2 separate regions of the Anas platyrhynchos genome follow, and region 2 is linked to region 1. A link is a contact called in public Hi-C data. All regions are on one chromosome and are shown on one strand. Each heading gives the region's core, a stretch centred on a gene start, on an enhancer-like site or on the middle of the called end of the contact. The rest is flanking DNA. Distances are from core to core; before and after follow the strand shown.

Region 1 (3,322 bases), core at 91-2,590:
GGGGGTGGGGGCGCCCCCATGACAAAGGCATCGCCGCCGCCGGGCCCTCCCCGCTCCCCCCCCGGCCCCGGGGCTCGCCGCCGGCCGCACTCACGTTGTCTATGACGACGGGCTGGTTCGCTATCACGTCGTAGGACTCCATGGCGAGCAGCCGCCGCAGCCACCCGTCAGGGAGCAACAGCCCAGCCGGCGGCGGCGCATGCGCGGAAGGGCGGCGCGCGGCCGGCTGGGTGATGTATTCCCCCTCGGCCGCGGGGGGTGATGGGAGATGTAGTCCTGGCCCCTCCCCGCCCCACGCTGTGGGAGGGGTGCGGCGGGAGGGCGCGGGGCATGCTGGGAGTTGTAGTGCGGGGAGGGTGTGAATGGGGGGGCGCAGAGACACGGGGGGCTTTTTTTTTTTCCCCTTTTTTTGCAATAAAAGGCACACGCAGAGTAAGTTCTCAAATGTTCCAATAAATGCTGAGATGCGGTTTGCGGCCTCAGTTCTTTAGGGAAAATTAGCGGAGGCCTGAGTGGGTGGCTGAGGGTGTACGGCCCCCTCCAGACCCCACAGCTCCCCTCATAGCCCCCATATTTCCCCTCACAGCCCCCCCAGATCCCAGATCTCCCCTCAGACCCTCCCCATCTCCCTCCACAGGCCCCACAGATCCCCTCACAATCCCCCTAGCTCCTCACAGCCTCCCCCCAGACCCCACATTTGCTCTCACAGACCCCCCCAGATCACCTATCTCCCCTCACAGCCCCCCAGCTCCTTCCCCAGACCCCATATTTCCCCTCACAGCCTCCCCAGCTCCCGTCACAGACCCCCAGCTCCCTCCCCAGACCCGTATCTCCCCTCACATCTCCCCCCAGACCCCGTATTTCCCCTCACAGCCCCCCAACTTCTCCCCCAGCTCCCCTCACAGCCCCTCAGCTCCCCCCACAGACCCCATATTTCCCCTCACAGCCCCCCCCGCTCCCCTCACAGCCCCTCCATACCCCCTATCTCCCCTCACAGTCCCCCCAGCTCCCTCCCCAGACCCCGTATCTCCCCTCACAGCCCCCATTACCCCCCCAACTCCCCTCACAGACCCCTTATTTCCCCTCACAGCCCCCCATCTCTCTCTACAGACCCCCGATCTCCCCTCACAGCCCCCCCAGACCCCATATTTCCCCTCACAGCCCCCTTATTTCCCCCCTCCCCCCCCCCCCCACCAGGGGTCGCGCTCTCAGCGCGCGGCCCCGGAGCCGTGAGGGCGGCGAGGAGGGGGCGGGGCGAGGCGGGGCCTCCCCTCAGCGCCGCGCGCTTCCATTGGCTGCTCCCACCTGTCAATCACCGTCTCCATGGCAACCGCGGGGCCCGCCCCCTTCCCCCCCTCCTCCCTCAGCGCCGCGCCGCGCAGCGCCGCTTGGGCCGGGCCGGGCCGGGGGAAGCGGAGCGGAACCGGAGCGACTCCGGAGCGGCTCCGGAGCGGCTGAGGCGCCGCCATGGAGGGCGTGCGGCCTGCTGGGGGTGCCCCCGCGGCGGGGCCGGGCTCTGGTGCGGGGTCCGGGTCGGGTTCGGGCTCGTTTCCATCGCTCTTCCCGCCGGGGCTGCACGGGATCTATGGGGAGTGCCGCCGCCTCTACCCCGAGCAGCCCAACCCGCTGCAGGTCACCGCCATCCTCAAGTACTGGTCAGTGCTGGGGGGGATTTTGGGGGGTCTGGGGGGGGATTTGGGGGGTTTGGGGGGGAGTAGGAGGGTTAAGGGGGGGTATTGGGGGCTGGGAGGGGGCTATTGGGGTCGTGGGGGGAGTAGTGGGGTCTGAGGGGGGTATTAGAGTCTGGGGGGGATATGGGGGGTATTTGGGGTCTGGGGGGGTGTAATGGGGTCTGGGGGGGAAGTAGTGGGGCTAAGGGGGGGTATTGGGGTCTAGGGGGGGATACTGGGGTCCTGGGGGGAGTAGTGGGGTCTGAGGGGGGACATTGGGGTCTGAGGGGGACATTGGGGTCTGAGGGGAGGAATTGGGGGATATTGGGGTCTGGGGGGGAGTAGTGGGGTCTGGGGGGGATATTGGGGGATATTGGGGTCTGGGGGGAGAGTAGTGAGGTCTGGAGGGGGATATAGGGGGATATTGGGGTCTGGGGGGGAGTAGTGGGGTCTGAGGGGGGAGTAGTGGTGTCTGAGGGGGGATTTGGGGGCTCTGGGGGGCATATTGGGGTCTGAGGGGGGAGTAGTGCAGCTAGGGGTGGAATACTGGGGTCTGGGGGGGGACATTAGGGGACACTGGGGCCTGGGGGGGAGTAGTGGGGTCTGAGGGGGACATTGGGGTCTGGGGGAGGAATATCGGGGTATTGGGGGAGTAGAGGGACTGGAGGGAGCTGTGGGGGCTTGGGGGGGAACTGTGGGGTCGTGGGAGGAGTTGTGGGGTGAGAGGGGTGTTGAGGAAAGAAGTGGGGCTGGGATGGGGGAGCAGCGGGGCTGCAGGGGTTTGGGGGAGCAGGGAGAGCTTTGAGGGGTTTGGGGGTGCAGGGAGAGGTGCAGGGGCTGCAGGCTGAGGCCCGGGGAGATGCCCAGGAAGGTTTGGGGATGCCACAGGGCAGCGTACTGGGTGTCAGGGAGGTGTGGGGCTGGGAGGCAGCTCCAGGGGGATGTGTTTTTGGGGTGACCCACAGCGAGAGATGGGGCTGGTGAGGGCAGGGCATGGGGAAGGAAGCGTGTTTCCCTCGCTGGGTCAGTTCCTTGGGGCTGCAGCTTCCCCTCCTGGCCAGGAGGCTCGGGCTCTGCCTTCTGATCCGGAGTTTGGGGCTCGGGCATGTCTGGGATTAATGGGATTGTGCCAGCCTCGCAGCACGCACTGGGCTTGGTGCCCCTATAAATCAAGGGAAAGCCTCGTTTGGGAAGAAACCTGGCCAGGGTTGCGTGGCATTTTTCATGAAACTTGTCTTTTTTTAATATTTTCAACGCAATTTGTGTGTCTTGGGAGAATTTGTGATTGCTTTTCTCTCCATGGAGCTGTTTCCCCTCTGCCCACGTTGGGTTCCTTCAGCTTGCCCTTAGCACCAGCCAGGGGAAGGTGCCGCCCCGATGCAAACCCCATTTTTCCCCCCCGAGGCCGTGCTTCTTGCTCCTGAATGAGCTCCATGAATAGAGAACGCGAAGCATTTGTACCTGCAGCTTTGAAGTTGGGCTCTTCCTAATAAACTCCTCCGACGCCGCCAGCTCCTGGTGTGAACCCGCGCTGATAGGGAGATTGCGGCGCGAGGTTGAACCGAGGCTGGGGGCGGGAGGATGTGCGAGAGCTGGCCCCAAAATTGGGTCAGCACCTGTGTCAGCAGCCCTGGAGGAGCAATTCTGTCCCG
Region 2 (3,364 bases), core at 187-2,686, 36 kb after region 1:
TAACGCCTCTGAAGGTTTTAGCTGGCGTGAAGGAAGAGGTGTCTCAGAAGTGACACAGAAGAAAGGTCAGGTTACAAACTGATTTCCCTAAATTGAAAATCTATCTAAAGAAGTGTTGGAATGGCCATGTCAGAAGGGTAAATTTTCTGGCCTTTGCTGGAATCAGGCTGCTGTGATCTTAGCTGCCCAGAGCAGGACTTAGATTGGAGACTGTGCCAGGCCATGCATGGGCAGGAGGGATGCTTCGAGTTGTCTCCTTGCTGGTGGAACAGCATCAGCGCTGTCTTTTCCCCCATACTGTCCCCTGTACACATGCAAGAGAAGATATTTGATTCGCAGGTGCTCAGACAGGGATTTACCTGCTCCTGGGGAAACCTTCCTGGGGCCAGCCTTTGGATGGAGCTCTCAGCTCCCACCGCTTGTCTCCGTTTGTTGTCCTCTTCTCCTTGCTCCCCATGGTTATTCGGGGGAGTTAGGGCTCCTAGCAGGATTATTCCGTAGATGTAAAAACGACAGGTTTAAAAAAGAAATGGAAAATGCAGCGGGAAACGGGTTGTGTCTCTCTCTAGAGCTCGCTAACACCTCTCGAGCATGGATTGCATGCGCCACACTGTTTATAAAACATCTTGAGGCCAAGAATATGACTTGAATTTATTTCTCTAGGCATTAGCTATATTTAGTCAAATTAAAGGGGAGGGGAATGCGCTCCAAGAAAATACATGAGCAACGTTACACAAAGAAAATTTACTAGTCCACGGTGGAACGGTTGCCTCTGAGTTATTTCCCCAGCTCTCGTTATTGAGCAGTTGGATAGTAAAGTTAGGAGAGATTGCACAGCTGAATTATGACCGTTGCTGCACGAAGGAGCCTCACCTGCTTTATGCGGGCTGTAAAAGAAAATGGATAATGACATTTTAAAGACTTCAAAATACGGGAGGCTTAACAGAGAAGTCTGGTGTAGCTGTGTTATGGATGCTGCTTTTGCATAATGGAGCGATGCAAGAGCCGGTCTATGGAAAATTTAGAGACTTCTCAGTGCTGTGGAGCTAGAGGGAGCTTCAGATTTGCTGTTATAAATTATGAAATGAAATAATAAGTTTGCAATGAAATGCTGTAACGATTTCCTTGTTCAGTTCTTATGAAATCGATACCTCCCTATGAAGCATTTCAGTTCTGTGGAATCAGCGTTCCCTAACAGCGCAGAACAGTTCAGGAGGTTTTGTTAAAACGCACGCTTGCAGGAAAAAAAAACAAAGTCTGGGCTTCATGAGAACAGATCGTGCTGCTGTGTTGGTGTAAGTCCTGGAAATTCAACGTGGCAGAAGCAAATGCCACCGTAGTCCTGGCACTTGTTGCCCACAGGCTGATCGTTGCCCTTGTTGAATGGCAGAGGAGATGCTTTCCCATGGTTTTTCACAGCTCTCACTGAAAGCTCTCTTACCCCTTCCTGGATTCTGGGCCCAAATGCGTTTTGTCTCATTAATACAGCACAAAGCCTCGTGCCCTATCTGTTGTGCTCGCTCTTTTTAGAGAAAAACTTGAATCCCTCCTCGGAACTGATAAGAAACTGCCTCAGCACAGTCATCTGCACAGCGTTTCAGCAGATCAAAAGGGCTGTCGGAGCAGGGCTTGGTGGGAGTGGAAAAAGTTGGGTCAGTGGATGCTGGGAGCGGGCTTGGGTAAAGCCGAGCCTGTTCCCAAATCTCCCAGGGCATGGGAGAGCAGCAGGGGTGTGATGGGATCACTGCAGAGGCAGTTTTACTGTTGTGGCTGTAAACCTGCAGGCTTCCTAAACCAAGACAATTTGCAAAGGAGCATTCTGCGTTTATTAGGAAAGAGAGGCAGGTTTTGTCCTAGCACTGGGACATCTTTTGTTTTTACATGAAACATTTATTTCATGTGTGCATTAATGCCTGTTTTCACATCTGTATTTTCAGTATTTCAGCTAGAAGTCGTTTCCAGTTGTGACTGGAGGTTTCTCATTCAATAAATGCAGTAGACTTCAAAACACGTGCAGAAAGTATGGCTGTAAACCCATATTGGTGTCACTGTAGGTCCTGGTCACGTCCTGGTTCACAGCAGTGCCAGAAACGAGCTGGGAAGTGGCAGGCTGCTTCTCTGGTTAGTCCACATGGTACAGGAAAAATGGGGATGCTTTTTGGGGAACCACCACACCTGCATCAAGTGAGTTGCTCCTCATAAGGTGTTTGTGCTTCTGCTGTACCTGAGATGAGCCCACACCTCCTGTGCCAACTCATCTCTTGTTGTTATGGAAATAAATATCTGTGTGCAGGAAAAATTAGCACATTGTATGTGTGCGGATGAAGAGAAGTTCGCGTTGCTGACAGCACTGCAAATAATAGGAAGGGACAAAAACTGCAGGAGGTTTTTCCTGTCCATCTGTGCTGTGATGTCTGCGAGGATCTATCTGGCTGATCCATGCTCCAATTCAACATTCACGAAAACCACAGCTGAGATGTAAATCCAAATTTACAAAAACTTCAGCATCTTTTGGTTAAAACATTGGTTGGAGCTTAAAGATTTCGATGGTCTCATTTTACAAATGGGGTGCAAGAGGTGGGAAGGGAGGGTGCACGTCCCCGTTTCCAGCAGGAGGTGAGTGCAAGTGGTTAGCTCCTGCTTTGTTCCTGTAGCTCCTCGCTTTCTGTGCCTCCAGGTCCTGCAGTTCAGGCTCTCCTCCGTCCTCCAGTGGTCTCTGTACAGGAGCTGGTCTTACATTCTTCATGGCTTACAATACAGCAAGCACAGAGCTGAGTTTCGGGCTGTAATTCTGAACTTTTTGCACTCTTACAACTTTTAATTGGGCTTCGGGTTATTGGCAGAATGTGGTTTTGTGTTTTTTTTTTGATTGAATTGAGTAGTCAGTGTGAATTTTTTGCTGTTCGGCCGCATGTGAGAGAGAGAGGGAGATTTTCTAAGTGTTCAGTGTTCGCATGGACATAAACAGGTGGATTTCCAGCAGAGACATTTGCATTTGAAAACCTGCTCTAAACGGGCTGGGATTTCCCAGGAGAAGCAGCAGCAGCAGTGAAACGCAGCGATCGATCAGCATAGAATTGTGTGAGCATTTGATGGGCAAAATGTTGTGGTATAGAGACAGGGCCCAAGAATACGTTCTTTGTGGTTTTGTTTCATTCCTGAAAACTGTGACTGAGAGGCTTTTATCATTTAAAAAATAAAATTACTCAGCCACGTTTTGCCTAACCTGGAAAACATCAGCGAGATCCTTTGCAACTGCGCCGGTTTTGTCTGTTTGTTTAATCCCATTTTGATATAAGAAAAACTTTGCAATCATATTTCTCATTTCTGTCTGCTTACACGTCCCAACTTTAAACGTGAAGTA

Evidence for each region. A called contact is a pair of places that touch in the nucleus more often than the background predicts.
Region 2: a Hi-C map of small yellow follicle shows a contact between it and region 1, with 2.3 times the contacts expected there. The contact joins the enhancer-like site here to the promoter of SUFU in region 1. A contact is called at or near these places in 5 of 8 Hi-C or Micro-C datasets (liver, skeletal muscle, small yellow follicle and 1 more).

The regions. Positions count from the first base shown.
Region 1 is chr6:27,802,936-27,806,257 of IASCAAS_PekinDuck_T2T, forward strand. It overlaps SUFU (SUFU negative regulator of hedgehog signaling), which reads left to right and starts at 1,341. Exons shown (of 13, transcript XM_072039740.1): 1 at 1,341-1,655. The coding sequence starts at 1,468. ACTR1A (actin related protein 1A) reads right to left here and starts at 253. Exons shown (of 11, transcript XM_027459990.3): 1 at 95-253. The coding sequence starts at 142.
Region 2 is chr6:27,838,740-27,842,103 of IASCAAS_PekinDuck_T2T, forward strand. All of the region lies in intron 3 of SUFU (SUFU negative regulator of hedgehog signaling), which reads left to right. Among named protein-coding and RNA genes, the nearest start is that of SUFU, 36 kb to the left of the region's middle. Within about 2 kb of position 1,437, at least 2 of the 8 cell types and tissues checked have an H3K27ac peak or open chromatin away from gene starts, as enhancers often do. A contact at or near this core is called in small yellow follicle, where this site is marked.